Linked DNA regions of Mus musculus: region 1 is linked to region 2. Evidence: chromatin contacts called from public ChIA-PET data. All regions are on one chromosome and are shown on one strand. Each heading gives the region's core, a stretch centred on a gene start, on an enhancer-like site or on the middle of the called end of the contact. The rest is flanking DNA. Distances are from core to core; before and after follow the strand shown. Region 1 overlaps Setd4 (SET domain containing 4). Region 2 overlaps Runx1 (runt related transcription factor 1).

Evidence for each region. ChIA-PET counts read pairs in DNA pulled down with a chosen protein or histone mark.
Region 1: an RNA polymerase II ChIA-PET map of effector CD8 T cells shows a contact between it and region 2, with 6 read pairs. The contact joins two enhancer-like sites. A contact is called at or near these places in 1 of 15 datasets of contacts at CTCF or cohesin (embryonic stem cells), 2 of 484 Hi-C or Micro-C datasets (CD8 T cells and Th1 cells), 1 of 115 datasets of contacts at active chromatin or transcription factors (effector CD8 T cells) and 2 of 9 other capture datasets (embryonic stem cells and liver).

Annotation. Positions count from the first base shown.
Region 1 is chr16:93,584,719-93,587,980 of GRCm38.p6, forward strand. Setd4 (SET domain containing 4) reads right to left here. Exons shown (of 12, transcript NM_145482.3): 9 at 3,101-3,182; 10 at 1,519-1,599; 11 at 461-584. Among named protein-coding and RNA genes, the nearest start is that of Setd4, 17 kb to the right of the region's middle. Within about 2 kb of position 1,858, at least 118 of the 459 cell types and tissues checked have an H3K27ac peak or open chromatin away from gene starts, as enhancers often do. A contact at or near this core is called in CD8 T cells, Th1 cells and effector CD8 T cells, where this site is marked.
Region 2 is chr16:92,799,994-92,803,720 of GRCm38.p6, forward strand. The region is part of intron 2 of Runx1 (runt related transcription factor 1); the gene reads right to left. Among named protein-coding and RNA genes, the nearest start is that of Runx1, 24 kb to the right of the region's middle. RefSeq lists enhancers at 1,503-2,035, 1,657-1,891. Within about 2 kb of position 1,763, at least 132 of the 459 cell types and tissues checked have an H3K27ac peak or open chromatin away from gene starts, as enhancers often do. A contact at or near this core is called in CD8 T cells, Th1 cells and effector CD8 T cells, where this site is marked.

The DNA.
Region 1 (3,262 bases), core at 608-3,107, 780 kb after region 2:
CACAGGTGTGTGTGTATCAAGCACCGCTGTGCACTGTACACTACATATAAAACTTGCAGTGGGATGTGCTGGCCCACGCACGCACACGCAGAAGCCAGAGGGGGATGCTGGGCACCAGCTCCTATTGCTGTCTACCTCTATTGCTGTGAGTCAAGGTCTCTCACTTAACCTGGAACTCACCGCTGGACTAGGCCAGCTGGCCAGCGAGCCTCCTTAATTCTCCTGGTTCCACCTACATCCACTGGTTTCTGCCTATCCCCACCCCAGGCCCCGGGAAAACAGGCTGCCATCCCAGCTTGCATGCCGGTCGTCACCATCAGGCCAGCTCCCCAGCCGCATTTACTTAACTTGTAAAATGTAAACCTGTTAACACAGCCACATTTGTTCATCAGGAACTCTCAGGACTTCCCTAATGGCACACATGATAAGCAGCCTCGGGACTGAAACCTTGGGCCCACACCTTGCGCAGCACAGCGTGCGTCTCCTCGATGACGTCAGAGCATATTTTCTGGGCCACGCCCAAGCTTGTCTTCTCGTTTGTATCGGAGATGACTTCGCCAAGGAGCACCTTTTTCCAGGATGTGCTAGAGCAGAAATATTCAATAAAGTCATTTCAGCAGGTCCCCGTTACCGGAGATGGCACTCACTCTGCAAGATGACACACAGCACGCCCATTCTTCCGGAGCACAGTGAAGCTCGGCTCCTAAGCCGTGACATCATTCAGCTCCTGAGTGGGAGCCACCAGCACGGAGGAAGAAAGAGGAGCAGAGTAAATCAAGGGCCAGCTAGTCAGTCGGCTCCCGGCCAGCAGAGACTGGATTCTATTTTCACAGCAGTCCTGGGTCTGGTGGACAAGTCATTGAAGTCACACCCACCAGCTACAGGGGCACAAGGGGCAGAAACACAAAACCGGAAGGCCAGGCTCTGGCAAATGGCCACAAGACTCAGCAGCTGTAGCACTGTGTGCTCCTTTAAGGGAAAGTTTTTCCTAAAAGGTGACAGCCACAAACACAGCTCACTGCCACACGCCCTCCAAATGGAAGGAGTCTGCAGCTAGGCCATCCTCTACACCCAGGTGAGTCAGTCACTCACGGTGCCTTGGCTTGCAGAGGTGAAGGCTCTGGGGTGTGACTGGCAGCCCTAACCCCTTAGAAAGGGTGAGGAGCCTGAGCAAGATGAACGTCTACACTGGGTTCTTCTACCCGGCTCCTTTCACGAAAAAGGCCTTCAGCGGGGCTGGTTAGGACAGTTAGAGGGTTGTGGTTAGAAGCTTGCTTACCACAGGAAAAGCCACCCACTGGCAGATGTGCCCTGAACAGTGACAGCGCTGACAATACTCAGTCACCAGGGGTCACCTGGACAGAGGGGCAAGTTCTCAGAGCCACGCACTCTGGAAGGCTAAGGCCCCTGAAAGCAGCGGGGCACAGTCCACTCCTTCCCTCTAAATCCAAGCCTCCCAAACCCCTCAGCTTCACCAGGAAGTAGGCGCAGCTTGTACGTAATGCAGGGGAGACTTACAAGCGCTCGGCTTCCAGACACAGCAACTTGAGAGCCGTGAGTAGCCTCCAGGACGGCCCATCCCATCCAAACGTCAGATTTCTACAAAAGAGAAGCAGGCAACACCAAATGTGTCGCGTAGAAACGACTCCGTGGCAAGCACCCAAGGAAGCCAGCAGTGGCTTTGAACAAGTACAATGCTAGGTCACCTCCACACAGAGGCGAGAAAATCAGGCTGCGGCTACGACGAATGAAGCTGGGTAACACCAGCCTCTGTGTGGGTCACTCCACACAAACGGAACCTGCTCTGACTGCTCTGGGCTGTGCTGGCTAGTTGATGTCATCTTTACACAAGCTAGAGTCACCGGAAAGAAGAGAACCTCAGCTGAGGAACTGCCTCCCTCAGATCCAGCTGCAGAGCACCTTCTTAATCAGTGAACAATGGCGCAGGGCCCCGCCCACTGTGGGTGGAGTCATCCCTGGGCAGGTGGTCCTGGGCTCTATGAGCAAGCAGGAGGAGCAAGCCAAGAGGAACAAAACAGTAAGTAGCTGTCTTAGTCAGGACTTCTATTCCTGCACTAACATCATGACCAAGAAGCAAGATGGGGAGGAAAGGGTTTATTCGGCTTACACTTCCACATTGCTGTTCATCACCAAGGAAGTCAGGACTGGAACTCAAGCAGGTCAGGAAGCAGGAGCTGATGCAGAGGCCATGGAGGGATGTTCATTACTGGCTTGCTTCCCCTGGCTTGCTCAGCCTGCTCTCTTATAGAACCCAAGACTACCAGCCCAAGGATGGCACCACCCACAAGGGGCCTTTCCCCCTTGATCACTAATTGAGAAAATGCTTTACAGTTGTATCTCATGGAGGCATTTCCCCAACTGAAGCTCCTTTCTCTGTGATAACTCCAGCTGTGTCAAGTTGACACACAAAACCAGCAGTGCAGCAGCACCCCTCCATGGCCTCTGCATCAGCTCCTGCCTCCAGGCTTCTGCCGTGCTTGAGTTCCTGTGATGTGGAAGTGTGAGCCAAATGAACCCTTTCCTCCCAGACTTGCTTTTGGTCATGGTGTTTTATCACAGCACTAGTAACCCTAACTAAGACAAGGCTAAAAGCCATTTCCAATCAATTTCAGCCAGACACTGAACTTGGTCACGGGACCACAGCAAGCGGCCTGGTAACTACATCACACGTTTACAGTGAGATGAACACAGAGACCCTGGTCATCCCGGAGAGCAAACAGCCACTGTCGCTGTGTACCCAAAAAACCTGATTTTATCCAGAAAAGAAGACGTGAAAGAGCTGGGGATCCGGTGTAGGTCACCGTCCCTGATGTTCTGCTAGGGACCAGCATGGCCTGTGACAGCGCAGCTCCACCCCACCTGACCCGGGCCTGGGTCACGGACAGGACTGTTTCAAGCTTGACTCTCACCCCTTGAGTGCCTAGGACAACAAGCCCAACTTGCTACAGTCTAAGAGCTTAATAAACACCCACCTGACAGCCAACACAGAGACAGGAGGGTCACACTTACAGAAACCAGAGCCAGGAGTATTCCCATGGGAACTCCCTGAAGGGATAATTTCCAGACAGAAAAGCCTTACCCTGTAAAGCCATGATCCTTCAAAATGGTTATCTTCCTGTGGAGCTGCTTATCTGCTGCAGGGAGGAACTTAACCAGCATGTCTGCATTAGAGAGGAGACCATCAGACTTAGGATGTGATTCAGATAAAGCACATGCCCCTCTCCCTCCCATCAGCCGCCCA
Region 2 (3,727 bases), core at 513-3,012:
TTTCTAGAAGCCCTTAAGAATAGGCTGGATTCCTCCCCCCAACCACGATTTCTGTACTTTTATTTTATGTGTATGAATGAGTGCCAGCATATGTGTCTGTGCACCTTGTGAGAGCAGTGCATCAAGAGGCCAGTAGAGGGCGTTGGTGCCCTGATATGAATTGCAGGCGGTTGTGCGCTGCTGGGTGAGTGCGGGGAGCTGTAAGAGCAGCACACACTTAACCACTGGGCCGTCTCTCCAACCACCTTGTTAATTTTGTTTTTGTTATTAATCTTTAGTTAGCATAAAAATAGCAGGTTTCACGATGACATTTCTATGTATATAAACACACATGTATATGTATATGTGTATATGTGTATGTGTGCATGTATATGTATATAGTATTTTGCTCATATTTATCTCTAGCACTCTCCAAATCCCCTTACCTCACTGCCCTCCCTCTGGTCCCCCTTCTGTTGTAAGAACATATTTATCTGGCTTTTTATTCATCAGATACACACAGACAGTGATGAAGGGTATTGGTGGTCTTTTCCCCGTGTTCTCTAGAATAGCAAAGGTGAACTTGAAACTCTAACTTAGGTGTCAGGATCCAGAAGGCCCTCGGCGATAAAGGGGATGCCATCATGTGTTGCTCAGTGGCCCCTTCTTGGATGATTTAACATCAGCTCTTAGATGCCATTTGCTGTGACATAAGATGTCCACTTAAGTGGTTGTGTGTGTGCATATGTGTGTGTATATATGTGTGTGTGTGTGTGCACATGTGTGTGCATGTGTGTGTATGTTTGTGTCCACTTTGTAGTCCACCACAGCCTCAGAGTCATTGCAATTCCCCTGCCTCAGCTTCCTCAAAGCCGGGATTATAGGTTGTAACCACCACACTGACTGTCACTACTTTGAGAAGTAGGTCCTATGGAGCCAAGAAGGCAGCTTTCCTGTTGATTCTCAATACCACTCTCTGCTTCGGAGGGTCAAGCTGTTTGGTTCCCAGTGAGTTTGTGGTCATACCAGCGGTTACCCACTGACTTCTCATCTGCCTAGCTTATCTGATAACAGGCAAATGGGGAAGAGCTTTTAATACCCCCTGAAAGGGGAAGGAAGATGGGCACGCAGTTATTCACATCGTGGAACCAGGCCAGGGCACATGACTCCAAGAAGGAAAACTATCTCCATGCTGGACTCTGGTGTCCCCTTTGCTTTTGAATCTGGTATTTCAGCTCTCTGTGCCCATCTTTCTGTGTGTCTCTGTCTGACTGTGTGCCTCTGTCTGTGTCTGTCTGTCTCTCTGTCCGTCTCTGCCTGTCTCTGTCTTCCTCCGTGTCTCTGTCTCTTTCTCCTTCTCTGCCTCCCTCCCTCTCTCCTCTATTAAAACCAGGTCACAATAGCCCATGACGCAGAAAGACAAGAACTCTAGGTTCCAAATGTGTCATTTTCAAGACAGTTTAGTTCAAGACCAGGGTCTGCAAGCCTTGCCATTCCCCCGACTCCCGTAGCGCCCCCCCCCCCCAGGTGTCAGCAACCCATCAGGCGTCAGGGTTCCCTGCTACCCTCTGATCAGCTCTGCACTGCACTAAGGAGTTTTTTATGGAAAGCAATGGTCCCAGTGGCTGAAGGGTCCAGCAAGTGGCTGGTAGAGCCAGCAAGGAGCGATGGAGGGATGGTGTGAGGAGGAGACAGGAAGGGAGGCGGTGACACAGGCCTTCACAGGGCCGCTGCAGCTAGGAACTGCTGCAAAAGCAAGCTGCCCACGTTATCAGTGGCGCGCAGGCCTGCGGTTTTCTCGCTCTTGCAACCCGGCTTCAACTGCCGGTTTATTTTTCGACAAACAGGATGCCTCCATCTGAGGCTGTCAGCATCCCAGGCTCTTTGAGAAGAAAAGAGGTAGTGAGGGCCCCACCCTAGAGCCCAGCCGGGAGGGGTGGGTGAGAGGTCCTGTTTCTAGATGCTTCCCAGAGAAGTGAGAACCTAGCAGGTGCAGTGGCCAGGGTTCAGGAGCGTGTCAGGAAGGGTGGGGGTGGAACTTACACCTCCCACCCCCACCAGACTTAAATGGACTCCCCACCTCTGCATGGGTCCCAAGGCTAAGAGTTCCAACTATAAGGGGATGGACAGCTTGGGCATGGAGAAGCTTGCTTCTGAATGCCTGTGCAGAACACTTGAGAGCCACCAAGTGCTGATCCTCTGGTCCACAGACCAACCAGTCCTAAGATGGGAAGTGCTAGGGCTGTTAGCATGAAAATGCTTAAGGATGCACAAGGATATAGTGGATGGGAGAGTGTGTGTGTGAATTTATTCCCTGGTTTTATGAGAGCTACTTTGTTAATGGGAAATGGAGTTTCTTTATGTTCTAGAAGGAACGGGAGTTTGAAGCAGGGAAGGGATTTGAAAATCTCAGCTAGAGAGATGACTCAGCTGTGAAGAGTGCTTAGTGTTCTTCCAGAGGACCAGAGTTCTCTTCCCAGCATCCACCTCAGGTAGCCAAGACTGCCTCTAACTCCAGCTCCAGAGTAATTAGGTACTTCTGGCCTCTGAGGGTATCTGCAGTCACATAAAGACACGAGAGTACATGTGCCCTCACACAGGCACGTACACGCACACAGACATAGAAACACACACATATATACACAGAAACACACATACACATGAAGCACACACACACACACACACACATACGTTCATGCACACACCACACATACAGACACACAGGAGTACAGATATCTACATTCATGCACACACACATCCACAAACACACACACACACACACACACACACACACACACACACACACACACACACACACACACACAATAATAAAATCTTTTTAAAAATCCTAGCTGGGAACGCCTTCAGAAACGGGAGAACCCAGATCAGTCTTTCATCCAAAAGATGGTAGGATCTGACAGAAAATACTCCGAGCTGTGCAGCCGAGCCAGAACCCTGTTTGTCCCGGGAAGCAGACGTGTCTTCCATGCGGATCTTCACAGACATAGTTTTACAGAAACTGGGTTGTAGTTAATGGCTCAGAATTTAGATTCCAAATTTTAGATCCCAAAGCTTAACTTGTTCTCAAATTAAGCCTAGCACTGTGGCCTGAACTTTAAAAAAAATGAATACCCTGAATTTCATATAATTAGCAGTGTCCTATGTGGAGAACTGAGGAAGCCGACTAGGAAATCCACTGTGTTTGGACTGCTCACCAGCGAGAAGACACAAAAACTACCAGATGCTCCGTGTACGCCTGAAGTTACATCAAGATTCCATTTTGACATCACCACAAACAGTCAGGGCTTCCTGTTACAGACTGTCATTCAAAGACCTTGGAAGCTACAAGGACTATTAAGGTACTGAGTTTCGGGCTCCCCCAGACTTGGGGTTTCTCAGGTGAGCTGTAGAAATTTGTACTGTCAAGCCAAGGACTCGGCGGTATGAAAAGTTCAAGCAACTTTACTGTGGCCTTCTGAGCACAGGCAAGGTTGCCCCTGGCCTGGTCTGATGCCTTTCTTGCATTGCTGATGTCCTGCTGAGTTAATTTTTTTTATTTACAGAGTGTTTTGGGCCTAACTTTGCCTCTCTACCTAGATGGCAAGTTCTGGAAGGCAGTTATAGGTAGTTTCATGCTGGCATGGCAGGTCATTTTGTAGCAGAGAGTCACATGCGTGGACCACCCCAGCAGATCTACGGATGCTCTTGACTGCTAAGTGAGCTAACAGTCTTACCTACGTGGCTTTGG